3 separate regions of the Mus musculus genome follow, and regions 1 and 2 are each linked to region 3. A link is a contact called in public promoter capture Hi-C data. All regions are on one chromosome and are shown on one strand. The core of a region is the stretch at or near the end of the contact, and the rest is flanking DNA. Distances in the headings are between cores, read along the strand shown. Region 1 overlaps Mir100hg (Mir100 Mirlet7a-2 Mir125b-1 cluster host gene). Region 2 has its middle 33 kb from the start of 1700063D05Rik. Region 3 has its middle 16 kb from the start of Gm25401.

Region 1 (5,031 bases), core at 159-2,658, 110 kb before region 3:
TGAAGGACACAAGCAAACCAAGAAGCAGAAAACAGAGACTCTTGAAGTCATCAAGGTTGGATGACATGATCTATAAGTCAGCATCCCATTCTAGAAAAGAGCTGAAAGGACTTCTCAAATCAAGGCAGTTGTAGGTCAACCAATCACTGCAGTCCTCTGGATGTGTGTATTTATCTGGACATCATGCTCTCTCCCAGCCATTTAAAAAAAGTATATGGAAATTGTCTGCTTGTCCTCTATGTTCCCAGTGGTCAGTTGCTGTACTTAACACCAGCACCTCCCAGTGCTAACACAGAGCAGGAATTTAGTAAGTGCTTACTGAGCAAAATGAATGTGCCCCCTCGCTCGAGGGCTCTTGCTGGCACAGCCACTCACTTCTTCTCTTTCCCAAGAGTATCATGTAACCTTTGCTCTCAGGAAGTTCTGACTTGCGTTTATCTCAAGTCTCTTTTATGCATATATTTCTGAGTTTTATTTTTTCCCTTCTAATTTCAAAAAACAATTGCTGGTCATGTGCCTCACGCTTATCAGAGTAACTGCAGAAGTCAGCCATTCTACAAAGTCAGCTTTATTTAAGGAATTAAATTGGAAATGAGCATTTGAGATCTCGGGGCCACCTTTCCCTTTTGATAGACAAATAGCAAAGAATTTTTTAGATGAAGTTTGAGACAGACACAGAGGTACACCTGTAATCCCAACACTCTACAGGCTAAGGTGGGAGAACCATAAGTTGGAGGTTAGCCTATGCTACAGAGTGAGACCTACCTCGAAAATGATACCTAGAGGATTTTGATCAGCTAGAGTCTTGGCATTACAGTGACGTTTTGAGGTGAGCCTCCAATATGCCATGCTTATATTACATGTGTAAGTATATGTTTAAGGGACAAATGTGTAAGAACCTATTGTCAAGAGCTGATCAGACTAGAACAGGGAACCATCGGAAGGCAAGAAAAGCAAACCTTTTCTCTCTGTGGTCCTTTGTTTAAAATCACTAACTCATTGGTGAGGATGCAGGAAAGTCCCAAGAGTTTAAACAACACAATGAACCAAAAATCAAACTTGAGAAAACTGGGACGGGGGTAGGGGTGGGGGGTGGGGGCTGTCAATTGGTACAAATTGAGGATGTGATGAAAGTCCATTAAAGGACAAATGTCATATGCCCGTTGCCCTTTCAAAAGAAATGTTTGTGCGTTTTCACTGCTAAAGCAAGTTTCCACTGACCACACATTCAGAAAGCTAGCAAGAATTGCCCTTCAGCAGCCCTCAAACTGGCAGACTCCTTCCTTCTGGCCAGTGAGCTCAGGGTCTGCGTGACTGCAAGGCAAGTCATTTGGGGACACTGGAATTCTGAGCTAGGAGCCAGACGAGGCAACAAAGATAAGGTCTGGACAGAAACCTGGCAGCCTAAGCAACATCTGCTGGGACCAAGGGTTTGGCTCTGGCTCCTGCCGGGCTTGCTAGGGCTGCAAGCCGGGAAGCAGGCCTGTGGTGCTCCTGACAGCAGGTGGCGCAGGAGAGCAAAAACCAAACCCGGCAGGACCCAAGAGGAAGCAGGAACCATTGTGTTCTTCCGGCCTTTGCAAGTAAGCACCATTGTCAAGGGAGGCCACGGAGACCATGCTCGCCTCTTAACGTTCCACACATTTCCTCGGTGGGGTACAAAGTTACATGTGGGTCTTTCTCAGGGAAAGAAAAAAACAAGATGGGCCTAGAGATAAACCTTTCAGGAAATGTGCCACGAAAATCCAAGATTCAACATTGTACATTGATTTCAGAAGCCGGAGCTGAAAGGTGCAAACCACTCTGAACTCTGAGACAGGGCATGACCAAAGTTCAGTTTCTGAAGTTCCATCCACATCTAAAAAACAAAACCAAAACAATAACAAGGAAAACACCCACCTAACGTGACTGGCGGCAGTCTAGAACGCAACAGTTTTGAATAGCCACAGCAAGAAAGAAAACACAGGTGCATCTTTAATGAGACTAAAAGAAGCAACTTTAATGTCTCTCTCCTTCTAAGCTTGTCTCCAAATACATCCTTTGTGGGAAAAGGCAGTGTAAAGGCTCCCTTCCCACATAAATACCCAGAATTCCTCATATTCTGTGTTCCACAGGGAAGAGAAATTAGTCCTTCTTGTTCATTCTTTTTTGTTTTTTTTTGTTTTGGGGGGGTTGCTTGTTTGTTTGTTTTTCAAGACAGGGTTTCTCTGTATAGCCCTGGCTGTTCTTGTTCATTTTTATAGTATCACAAATTTAAGAACCTTATGCAGTAGAAGATTCTAAGTGCTGGCGGTGGGGGTGTACCTGACGTACAGGGTACAAAAGAGCCCTTCTTCTCAAATACACAATACCCCGTGAGCCTCAAAGCAGTAGGGGGCAAAGATGTTCTTCAGCTGTGTAGGTTGGCTTGGGGGGAAACCGTGAGTAAACGAGAGGAATTTTCCTTGTTTTTCCACTTGGTTTCCTTTTGTGTTGGGATTTCTTACACAGGCAAGGAGCTCTCTAAGCACCAGTGTTATATAAACCAGTGTTCAAAGTTTATGTAAGCGTGGAGAGCAAAGAGCTCCCTGGCTTAGAGAAAGTTGGTGGAACATTCAATGCATTTGTTCAACATTCAAGGCTCCCCAAAGCTTCTGGACGTTTTGCTTCACTAGTAGATGTGTTCTGGATCTATCATATGACCTACCTGCTGCCGTGGTGGATGCCCACACCATAGGTGTTTCAATGACAGAAAGTGTGAGTCAACAACAACAAAAAACAAAAAGAAACAGTTAACAGTACGAAGAAGAGAGAAGTCAATACCTCGGGGGCCGGGGGAGGGGGTCGGGGGGAGGGGGAGGGGGCCGGGGGAGGGGGTGTCAGGTCAGGAAACATGATGTGGAGGGGTATGGGTGGGAGTTATTTTATGTCCTGTGCCATTGTATATGTTTGAAATGCCTTTCTGCTCCGATAATTTTCCATTTGTGAATGATTTCTGGTCTTCCCGAATTGGTCACACTGTAACCCCCCTAAATCAGCATCCTGACCCTTACGAATCCCAAAGAAGTCTTCCACAGGAATGACACTCAAATCTTGATCTGTTACACTCGCCACTCGCCACCTGGAAGAGCATTTGGGTTATTTCACTCACTGCCTCCTACAACCTGCACCTAAGCCGCATCGCTAGCTACAATCAGAATGGGCACAGTTGCACCTCCAGTAGAAGATAATTGCTTTAGAATATCATCAATATTCTATGCTTAACATTCTCAGCATGTTTTTAATTGTAGCAGTCTTACTCTAGATAGCACAAGATCCTGCCTCAAGGCTCTCCATGCCCCTTCAAAGCTACAGGTTCACAGCCTCTACACTGGGTCTCCCCATCTTAACAAAGAAAAGGAGGAGTGTTTCCACTCATTCCCAGCAGACTGGAAGAGGACAGACACTAAGGTCAGCTTGAGACCCATTTTGCATGGTTGTTTTCCAGTCTGCATTGAGTATGACTATTCGATAGAAATGAGGTCTGAGTGATTCAATTTGACATGATAGCACTCTTTCATTTAATTTTAAAATAAATAAGGCTATCAATTTTTTTTTATTTAAACGCAGTTTAATGGACTGTATGACTCTGACACGTAGCAATCTGTTAAACCCATGTTTGGTTTCACAGATTTGTAATGCTGCGTAGTTTTAGTGGTGATTATCTTCTGAAGATCTGCTGGCTCTTTCTCTCTCTCCTCTTCAGGGGGAAGCTAGGAGATCCAGATGGCAAGGAAGGACTCTGTCAAACATATGCAGTCTCATCAGAAGGTGCCCATTCTTACAAACACCTTTTCCTTTACCTCTTTATGTAGCACACGAAGACTTAGTACACAGACCACAACTGGTCATACAGAAATCAATGGGACGTGGGGAGCCTAGCTCCAGTAGATATTTCTGCAGCATACATCGCCCCTGCATCTGTGGTTCAGAGCCCATCAAGGAAGAGGGGGATGGAAAGATTATGAAGGACCAGAGTACCATTCTCTCTTTCTCTGTGCTTCCTGTGTGGTGATAACGTGTGGTCAGCCTGTCTGTCTGTCTGTCTGCTCCTGCCTCCGTGTTTTCTCTGTTTGTCACCTTGCCTTTTCCTCTATGATGACTCTCTCCTGAAACTACGAGCCAAAATAAACCCTCTTCACCTCTAAAAACAACAAAAATAGAAACAGCTTGGATTTCTTTAAGCCCCTTCCACCCAAATGAATCTTCTTTCCACGTGTATTTATTCCGGTAGTTGAAGTTTCAACCAGGGTGATTATAACAGTGTTTCTCCACTGTCCCACCTCAGGAGACATAGGAAACTGTGTAATTTCATGATTGGGACCAGTTGACTAGGATTGGGAAGGTTTTTAAGTTATTTATTTATTTATTTATTTATTTATTTATTTATTTATTTATTTATTTATTTACTATGTCTATGTATGCATACATGTGTGGATATATGTGTACCACATGTATGCAGTGCCTGAGGAGGTCAAAGGGCATCAGACCCCCTGAAAGTGGAGTTACCATTGATTCTGAGCTAACTGGTATGAGTGTTGGAAACTGAGCCCAGGTCCTCTGCAAAAGCAGTAAGCAGTTTTATCTGCTGGGCTATCTCTCCAGTCCCCAAGGCTTGGTGGCACCTTATATGAGGCTCCCTGACAATATTAATTACAATCAATTACATTTAGGACAAAATATCTTTGAGTGATAATGTTCTAAAAGATAGAAAAATGTGGCATTTATGTAGTCTCTTTAATGACCATTTCCTATTTAGCAGTGCCTACCAGCTGATCTCAGATAGTACAGAAAAAGTATAAACTGTTAGGTGGTTGAAAATGAAAAAAAATAAGAACAAATAAAAAGGTTTAAAAGAAATACTTTATACTACAAGCAAAGAGCTTCATTGTTGTTAAAGAAATCATGACTGAAAATAATTTAAGGATTTTTTTTCTCCTAGAACAGGCCCAAATATTTGTCAAGGCAGAGTCATACAATGAACTGAAATTTTCTTAGCAGTCTCCAAACCTA
Region 2 (5,008 bases), core at 1,658-4,157, 120 kb after region 3:
TTGGCCATTGACCGGAAGTGAGGCTGGCTGCTGTAGTTCGACCAGCACTCACAATGATATGTTGCCCAAAAACCCCGAAAACAGCAAAATCCTGAGATGTCCTCTTCTTTCACGATGCCTTTCCGAGTTTCTTGAAGGAAAGCTAACAAAATCCCTTTGCCTTGCCTCATTTGAAAAATAAAACTAACGTGACTAGCATCTTCGCTTTCCACTCCTGCCTTTGATCTTCCATCTAAAATGCGTTTCCCGTGTCTGCACATTATGCAAAATCCTGCCATTCTGAGTATCTTTCAAAAGATTATGGTTGTGTGCTGTTCTTCACTAAGCCCTGTATGTGTTTTGTTGGTGTTTGTCGTAAGTTGTAAACAAGTTGCCAGACACAGAAAAAATAAGGGACTCTTTTTTTGGCAGCTCTCAGCAGAAACCAAGAGATAATTTAGAACCTCGGAATGCACTGGGTGATAAGGATGATCTTAATGATTCCTCCCATGTTGCTAACACCTGCCTCTAATGTCACCATCAACGTTTGCTTATCTTACAAATACCTAATGAGTACTTGTTCACGGTAGGCTCCGGGCGAGGTGTCTGTGGGGATGACAAGAGTGGGTAAGAAAGGGATCGTCTCTGCCTTTGTTTATTCAATGCTCTGTGAGTGTTCACTGAGCTCCCATCATGCGCTGGACAGTCTTCTGGTGGCACATTTGCAAAATGTTATAAATCTCTTCCTTGTGCATGTCAGAAATCTGAGGCCCCAAAAGATGAGGTAATCCTCCTCAAGTCCGTGTTGTTAATGCGAGGTACAAGGGGTGTGGCAAATGGTAGATATTTATTGTGACAGAGACTGGTCAAAACCCAGGTGACCAGAGGATGCTCACATCAATGCCAATCAGCTCCTAAACCAAGACTGTGAGTAAATCACAATGCCTTGAATAAATTATGTTCTCGAAGAAACAGTAGACTATCCATCAGAATGTCTAGATTTCAGCTCTATTTCCATCCTAATTATCTCATTTTATCTCTGAAAATAGGCTCTAGTTATTCAGCCCAGAACATCCTCAAATTCACCATTTTCTTATTCTACTCTTCAGGGTGTAAGGTCTCTTTTTCTTATTTCCTAATGCTCTAAATAAGTTACTGCCTTCCCAATAGCATTACCCAGGGTCCTAACATTCGAAGAAAATAACTTCAGAACCTTGGAGGGGAACAGGAAGAAAAGAATTTGGCTCCATGCAATCTGTTCTAGATTCAATAGAGGGTCTTATTTGTTTCCTGTATTGAGAGTGTACATATAATTTTTAAAATAGAGTTTTCTGGGCTGTGAGATGGCTCAGAAGGTAAAAAACACTTGCTGCCAAGTCTGATGACCTGAGTTTGATCTCTAGGGCTCATAGGGTAAATGAAAACCTAGGTTCCTACAAATTGTCCTCTAACCTCCACACACAAGCCATGGCCCATGAGCACTGTTGAAGCCTGCCCCGCTAGCATAGCTGTAGCCCTTTTGTTCCATGCCCACCAGTTATTTCATACTGTTGCCATAATATGCCTGCCAGTCGTCGACACAGAATAATAACTTGACTCAGAGCAGAGCAGGGTCATGCTGACCCTATACCCTGTTGTGTCTTTGTCTTCTGAGGTTTGTTAATCTTAAGAAGTCCAACAACTGTAAGATCCACTTAGGACCAATTAGAATAGAGGTCAGTTAGAACGGTTCTGTCCAGTTAGCCAACGTAACTTGAGTCAGAGCCAACCACCAGGCAGCACTTCCTACACCTACTTACACATGTGGTCATTGTGGTTTTTTCCTTTAGAAGCCAGCCCTGAGAAATGTTTGGGGTCACAAACCTCAGTCCCCTGAATTCTGAAGTCTTAAGGTGTGTGTTCAGCAAACCACCCCTGTCTGGCTGAGATGAGTGTTCCTGTGGTTTGTGGAGTGACTCCTGGACCCCAACAAGCACACGAGTGGATACGCATGCAAAAAGGAAGGTTTGAAAGCTTAAGACCTGCTTCAGTTCAGAGGGTCTATAAGATAAGTGAATCGCCCAGCATTATTGGCTAAGAGTCTGCTTCTCTGTGTTGGGGATGGTTAACTATGGCATTATTTCCAGCTACAGTAAATATGGCACCCTAAAATTTGGCTACCCGAGGTGTAGCTCGTGTGTCAGAGGCCACAAGGAACTCGGAGATGCAGAGTGTCAAGTTCCACCCTGGATACAAGTTTTATCTTGTTATCCGGGTGCTTTGATGAATATTAAGTTTTGAAAGCCATTGATACGCATGGGTTTGTTTTTTCCTTAGTAATTGATAACACGGTCTCCCACTACATTCTTGTCTCCACGATTCTCAGCAAAAGTGCTTAGGATACTGATGACTCCTGCCCTGCCTCATCTCCATGGTGTAAAGGGGAGTGACAGTTGCATTTTGCCCATGTTCTGTCTTACAGCTTAACAGTTACCATCTGCCAACCGATGCTTATAAATGTAGCTCCAGTGCCGTGCCCAGTTAGAAGGCTAGGGATATTGAAAACAGCTCTTCTCCAGGAAAGCTGAGGCCCCTCGGATGAGATCATCTTTCCAACCTAGTCCAGTCCCAAGACTCACTAATTTTATAGTACAGACAGTTATAACAAAAAAAATAAATAAATAAACTTTCAGATTCTTTACAGATTGCCCCAGGCTTGTCCATGTGTTATTAAAGTTGGGCAGAGTAATAAGTGTTATAAATGTCCTAGGAGACAGCACTCATGCCCAGTGAGCATGACATCCCATAATAGGCCTATTTGGCTTGTTACCCTGGCGCCTTTCTCCAGCCTGATCTCTGGAAACCAGAGAAAGGCAAACATGGTAATGTCAATCCAAAGGCAGAGAGACAGGGGTATGAGAAGGAAGCTGTGCTCGGAGAGTTTTCATAAGATCATATTTCTGGCTAAATTCCTATTACTTGTGTATTACAGTCAGGAGGAGATCTTTTCTTCCCTCTAACGTTTCTCTTCCCAGAAGGAAAACATTATCCTCCAAATAAAATGCAAGTGAACTAAATCGCTTCCAACCTCAGCATCACTTCAAGCCCAGTGTCATTTGTGGATTCCAAGCTTGAGTCCTGTTTCATTTGCTCAAGTTTCATTCTGAAGAGGGAACAAGCCAACAAAGAAAGGAGTCACTTCTGAGGCAACCCCCTTCCCTGTCTCAGAGGATCACAGTGCCGTTGAACTTACTGACTTCATTCACATTCAGCTCTTTCTGGCAAACTCAGCACTATACTCCTTCAGCAAGCTCTTAAGGAGTATCTCCCTACCCCAGGCACTGAGGCTGGCCCAGAGAGAAGCAGAAATGATGCATTTTAATCAAAATCTCATAGCTTACCTGGGAAGATCAAAATATAAATACCTACTAAATCATATGATGAATCCTCTCCTAGTGGTTTGTTCAAAATAATGTGGAAATATAGACTGGTAAGCAATGAGGATTCACATATCACTAAAATGCTGTTCTTTCTCTCAAGGGCTTTTAACTTAGATAGGGGAACAAGAAATGCATCTGAATTCTTGTAGGGCATCTTAGGTGAGGGCCAAGTGGATATATAATTAGCCAAAACACAGCCATGACTTAGTGTTGGGGTGGTTAAGAACTTACCATGATAGGCTCTGGGGACAGGGATGGTGTGATAGGTAAAGTATGTTTTCAAAAAGAGGAGGGAAGGTCTACCCTGAATATAGGAGGCACTGTCCATGAACAGCGATCTTGGAAGGCATAAAAGGGAGAAAGCAAGCAGAGCCCTCCAGATTCATTTCTCTCTACTTCTTGACTACCTGCTCCTACCTCCCCAGAAAAAGCAACCACGCCTCCCCAAACCTTGATGGACTGACTCCTCAATTAAGCTCAAGTCAACCCCTTTCTTCCTTACATCATCCCATCAAGTGTTTTCTCACAGCAATAACAAGTATAGGTAGATACATAAATATATAGATTCGAGCTGACTGCAAAAAAAATTTCATATACTGAAAAAAAAAAGGAGAGAAAAAGAGAGTCTGTGCCTCAAACCAGAATAAACAAAAGCATGCAACCGGGTGTTCTGTCCGTTACCGCCATTTTAGAGCAACAACAGAAGTCACAACAGAGATTTTGTACATAAGGAATTTTCGGGGGGAAACTTGATAGAGATGGTGAGGCCCTCATGTGCAGCTCTCGGTAGCAGACACAGGACTGTGGGTTTTATTCCATAACTAATTGGGAGCTCACATGCTTTTCTGAGCACCCGAATGAAAGGAACTCAGGGGGAAAATTGGATTTGTGCTGCTTTGTAGGATAACTTGGAGTGGGAAAGTGTTGGTGAAAGGAGCGGGTACTCGGAAGGAACTGTGATGGAGAGAAGCCTACTTCTGCACTTACAGCCATTAGCAGGCCACTCCCATATCAGAAGGCTTGATGGAGGTATCCATGAGAAATATGTGGGTTTCATGGTATTATTACTGAGGATGGATTCCTTGGTGTGAAGTGTAGGTGATGATCCCAGATTTAGACTTCAAACAGGTCTAAGCCATTTTCTTCAAGCTCACTGAGTCCAGTGAGACACTATCTATCGATGAGGGAATGCCTAGAATCTCAGAACAAAGAGAGTATTTTGTAATAAGAAGTGTAAAGGTTTTGTCTACATTCCTCATTTCTGGGTCTAGACCGATGGTTCTCAACCTTCCTAATGCTGCGACCCTTTAATACAGCTCCTCATGGTGTGATGTTCTCCAATCATAAAATTATTCTTGTTGCTCCCTCATAACTGTGATTTTGCTACTGTGATGAACCATAATGTAATTATCTGTGTTATCTGGTGATCTTAGGCGATCCCTGTGAAAGGTTTGTTTAACTCCCAAAGGTGCTGATACCCAAAGAACTGTTGACCTAGACAAAGCCCCCAAGTTACAGCAGCCCAGAGCCTCCAGCTCAAACGGAAGGAACTAATATTCAAACCAGACACTCCTATTACAATCAAACACTTTATTGAATAATAGACATTA
Region 3 (4,524 bases), core at 846-3,345:
CACTGGGTGGTGGATAACGTGTATACCTGGGCTTAGCCTTGAGTGCGGCATTTGGTACCCTCATGCCAGCAGGGTCCTATCAACAGCATTCCGCTCCGTGTCTAAAACTATCAAGGAAACAGGGGCAGCGAGATGAAAGCAAGTGCAGCCTGGGTTTCTGTAATAGAAAGCTTCCCCTAGCTGCTGAGCAAACCCGTTAAAGGTCAGATACAGACACTGAATCCTGAGTCCAGCTAAGCCTGGCTCAGGCCTGTGAGCCAGTGTGTCCCTCCTGATCGGCATTTCTCTGCTGCACACCTATCTTGGCTCAAGATCTGCAGCCCGAATATGGGCATCACAATCCGTATTTGTTTTTTCCACCCCTGCCCTTTATCTCCCTTACCTACCTTATTTTCATTTGCCCCCTTCCCCCCCGCCTCTTCTTCCCATCTTTCCTCCTGACTTGCCTCATGGTTTTCCTGGAAGGCCTCCTCGTTAAGACAAAAATTCTTATATGACGAACGTCTTACCAAGTACATTGCATGTTCAAAATAATTCTTTTGTCTTCACATTTGATGTTCATACTATGAGGTAAAGCTGTGCAGACATTTTTACAACTGCTGAAAGGGAACCTGAAAGGCCATGGTGTCTTTGAAAACAAAAGAAAACAAACAAAACAAAAAAAAAAAAAAAGGAAAAGGGGGACCTATATCCAGAAAAGGCCGGCCCATGTATTTAGCTATCTACTCATGCCTTTATTCCTGTCTAGTAGTATGCCACACAGGTCACTAAGAGTGGTGATGGGCCTGAGATAAGCTTACTATGAGGTCCTCTGCTCTGTCCCCTGTGGGGCAGATGCTCCTATGCCACCAACACTGGGAAATTTATTGAAAATGCCCATAATAAATCCTGTAGGCCTACAGAGAGTCTGAAAAGGTATAGCATGTTGGGTCTCTGCCCTAGTCCCTGGGCAGGATCAGCCATGGGAAATCCCAAGTGCTCTCAAGTATCCCTCTTCAATCCAGAAATGATTTTTTTTAATCCCCCATTTCCCGTGTGTGTGTGTGTGTGTGTGTGTGTGTGTGTGTGTGTGTGTGTGTGTGTGTGTGTCTTATTTCACTGTGTGGAATAAGATTCAAATACTTACCCATGAGCATGTTTACCTTGAACAGCTTCACTGTTGGCTTCTGAGAACCTCAGGTTTAATGCATGTTGGAGATGCCTCACAGTTTGTCTACATGAACAAATTCTCTATTTACCTTTCAATCGTTTTCTCTTGGAACCACTGGGAGCCGGGCCAATGAGAATTTAGATCAATGACTGAACCACCTCTACCATCATCCTCAGTAAGCGCAGAGTGGGGACTGATGGTTGACTTCTAGTGATTTGGACACAGGTGCTCCCTGACCGTCTAGGGGTGCTTCAGGTGCCTTGAGGAACAGCATCCAGTTATAACCAGGGAAGCATGCAAATGTTTCTATAGTTTCTTTAACATTGTCTCCAAAGCGAACTAACAGAAAGGGTGTTACTATGTGCTTGAATGGCTGAGTCCCCAGATAGGGCACCATCAAGATGAGGTTAGATGATGAAGACACTAAGTCCATTAGTAGATAAATTCATTGGCAAATGAATATTGAATGGACCATTTGGAAATGGCGCCTGATTGGAGGAATGAGGCTGATGGAGGGGTGCCTTTGCAGGATATTTGTTCTGTCCCCTTCCTGTCTGTCTGTCTTTGCTTAAGGACTACCATGAAAAAAAAAATCTGCCTTCTCCTTTACTTTCTTCTTCTCCTCCTGTCCTCCTCCTCCACATCCTCCTTCCTATCTTTTCTTGATCTCAATCAGAACCGTCAAAATAATTGCCAACCAGGAAATCTTTAAAACAGGAAGGACGTCTGCTACAGGTCAACCTTAAACTCTCTAAGAAAACACCAAAGGGATGCTTGTAGGGGCCAAGGGTTTTGTGCAGCCCATGCCACTCGTAATCCCCCTGCCTCCACATCAGGGCACTGTGATTCCAGGCTTCAGCCACTTGACTTATGTGACTGCTCTTTAGACAGGCATGGGCCATGTCAGTGATGAAGGGGCAAAGGAGGATTACACGAGGCCTGTGGGAAACAGACTGCCACCGCATGGTGGGAATGATCTCCTGGATTTAAGATAATACAAACCAGAGCATCTTCTCGGTGATATTAAATTCTTCAAAGTGAAATCTCATTCATTTGAGTCACACTGATTCAGAATGGAAGATAATCCAAACCAGACGGTGTAACTTACTTTTGTACTGCCAGGAAGGGGGAGAAATGATTTTAGCACTTTAGGAACAGTGGCTTCCATACAAATAAATGTCATGTTACAATCTTCGAACAGTCACAGAGAAATTACATGAAACTTCTAAATGGCAAGTTACTCTTTAATTTCGCATATAACCCCGAGAAGAACGGAGAACTGGACAGAGTGGGTTCCGGCATTGCTTGGACCCCTTAACAACTGGAAGAGCTCAGGAAAACCACTTGTCCCCCTGAGCCACCATGTTTCTCTATCAAAAGGACACTTTACTCCTGTGTTATCAAAGGACCCTTTTCGAGACTTTCTGTTTTAGGAGTCTCATAACATTTTGTATAAATCACTAAAATAAGTGCTAAGGAGATAGTTCGATGGCAAAACACTTCCCATACAAGTATGAGGAATTGAGTTTAGATTCCTGGAATTCACAAAAAAAAAAAAAAAAAAAAAAAAAAAAAAAGGTGGCCATGGAGGTATGCTTCTGTAGTTCAAGTGCTAGGGAGGTAGAGGCCCTGGAGCTCACTAGCCAGCCAGCCTAGCCAAAACGATGAGCTCCAGTCTCAGTGAGAGATCCCATGTCACAAGATATGATAGAGAGTAATTGAGAAGATGAGAAGACCCCTGATGACTGGGTATGTGGCAGGGCAGGTAAGGGGGATGACCACACACACACACACCCAAATAAATCTAATAAACAAGCAAACAAAGAAAAAAGACTTTTTTGAGCCACACATACTTTTTCCAGGCTGTAATCTGAGACATATTAACCAATGAATGTTGACATTCAACTCAAGGCTGTTCAGAGTATAAGCAGGCTAGCAAGCCAGGAGATGGATTTGGACAGTGAAGAGCCTCTTTCCTGATCCTCTCTGACCATCTTGGCAGATGGAGTGGGCCCCAACTTGCCTGGTTTCTACTTGTCTGTCTCTGCTATAATGTATCCGGCTCATTGTTTCTAGTAGAGAAACTTGTTAGTGGGTTAGCTTCTCTATGAATAATTCAAGTTGAAATTCTCTTTTAACCGTAGTATTTGTGAAAGTTTTCTGTTAGTTACTTTTGTTATTGTTGTGAGCAGAAGATATGACAAGAAGCGACTTGAAGGAGAAAGTGTTTATTGTGGCTTATAATTCAAGTCGGTCTTGCAGGAAGGTGTGGAGGAGCAAGAGGCAGCTGGTCCCACCTTGCCCCTGCTCTGCAAACAGCTATGTGTTCTGGTGCAAGGCTCCCTTTCTCCTCTCACTTGGTCTGAGATTCAGCCCAGCGGATAACACAGCACACATTCATGGTTGTTTTTCCCTCTTTGAGTGACCATATCTGAAAACATGCTCACAGACTCAGAGAGTGACTCTAAATCCAATCGAGCTGATGCTGAAAATTAGCCAGCAAAAAAAACTAGAACACATTCTATGCGTATGTGAGTTTCTGCTAATAGTCTTATTCAGTGGTAGCTGTTGTGATATTGGTCGTGTGTCTCAGAGAGGTGAGCCTCTTTGTCTAATGAAGGAGAAAAGATGAAGAGAAAAAAACATGAGGTTTAAATCACACACACACACACACACACACACACACACACACACACACACACACAGCTTCTGGGAACCTAGTTGCTATTCCCTTTAAACTTTTTTGTTAAATGAGGAGTTTCAGGCAAAATCTTGATATCTAAGTGTGTGCTTCGCTTTCTCTACCTGTGAAATCATAGGACAGTCTTGGATGCACAGTGAAAATTTGGGACTTGAGTGAAAGAGCTGGCGAGCAGGGCCTTAAGCAGAGACTATTGACAATTAATATTCAGTACAATGCAGAAAGCAAGAAGTACAAAGACTATAAACATGTTCATCTTTAGCTGCAGAGAGACAGGGAAAGATTCTTGGTTAAGAGTTTTGTTTTCAAGAAAATGACATTTCCTGAAAGTTTTTGTCTATATAAAATTTCCAGGGGCCAAAGAGACAGCTCAGCTGGTAAAGGTGCTTGCTGCTGTTTGATGATCTGACTTTGATCTGCCAGGAGTCACAGGTTGGGAGAAAAGAACCAGCTCTCAAACATCGTTGTCTGACGTCCACGTGTATGACATGGCACACACAAGCCCATCCAGTGAGTGCACATACAGACACATACATAAATACAATTTTAAATCTTTAAGGTATTAACAATAAGAAAGCCAGTGTCTTCCTCCTCCATTTATTTTTACTTACTTATTTGTTTTTGAGGCAAGGTCTTATTATATACCTCTAGCTATTCTGACATGCACCAGAAC

What was found. Promoter capture Hi-C pulls out the DNA fragments that hold promoters and counts their contacts.
Region 1: a contact with region 3 is called in a promoter capture Hi-C map of the 3T3-L1 cell line, with 9 times the contacts expected there. The contact joins two enhancer-like sites. A contact is called at or near these places in 4 of 39 promoter capture datasets (the 3T3-L1 cell line, cranial neural crest and maxillary cranial neural crest) and 1 of 484 Hi-C or Micro-C datasets (brain).
Region 2: a promoter capture Hi-C map of hippocampal neurons shows a contact between it and region 3, with 3 times the contacts expected there. The contact joins two enhancer-like sites. A contact is called at or near these places in 9 of 39 promoter capture datasets (the 3T3-L1 cell line, 3T3-L1-derived adipocytes, cranial neural crest and 6 more), 1 of 484 Hi-C or Micro-C datasets (dorsal root ganglion neurons) and 7 of 115 datasets of contacts at active chromatin or transcription factors (craniofacial prominence, embryonic basal ganglia, embryonic forebrain and 4 more).

The regions. Positions count from the first base shown.
Region 1 is chr9:41,458,393-41,463,423 of GRCm38.p6, reverse strand. All of the region lies in intron 3 of Mir100hg (Mir100 Mirlet7a-2 Mir125b-1 cluster host gene), which reads right to left. Among named protein-coding and RNA genes, the nearest start is that of Mir100, 71 kb to the left of the region's middle. Within about 2 kb of position 1,408, at least 92 of the 459 cell types and tissues checked have an H3K27ac peak or open chromatin away from gene starts, as enhancers often do.
Region 2 is chr9:41,236,745-41,241,752 of GRCm38.p6, reverse strand. No RefSeq gene overlaps it. Among named protein-coding and RNA genes, the nearest start is that of 1700063D05Rik, 33 kb to the right of the region's middle. Within about 2 kb of position 2,907, at least 27 of the 459 cell types and tissues checked have an H3K27ac peak or open chromatin away from gene starts, as enhancers often do.
Region 3 is chr9:41,353,387-41,357,910 of GRCm38.p6, reverse strand. No RefSeq gene overlaps it. Among named protein-coding and RNA genes, the nearest start is that of Gm25401, 16 kb to the right of the region's middle. Within about 2 kb of position 2,095, at least 3 of the 459 cell types and tissues checked have an H3K27ac peak or open chromatin away from gene starts, as enhancers often do.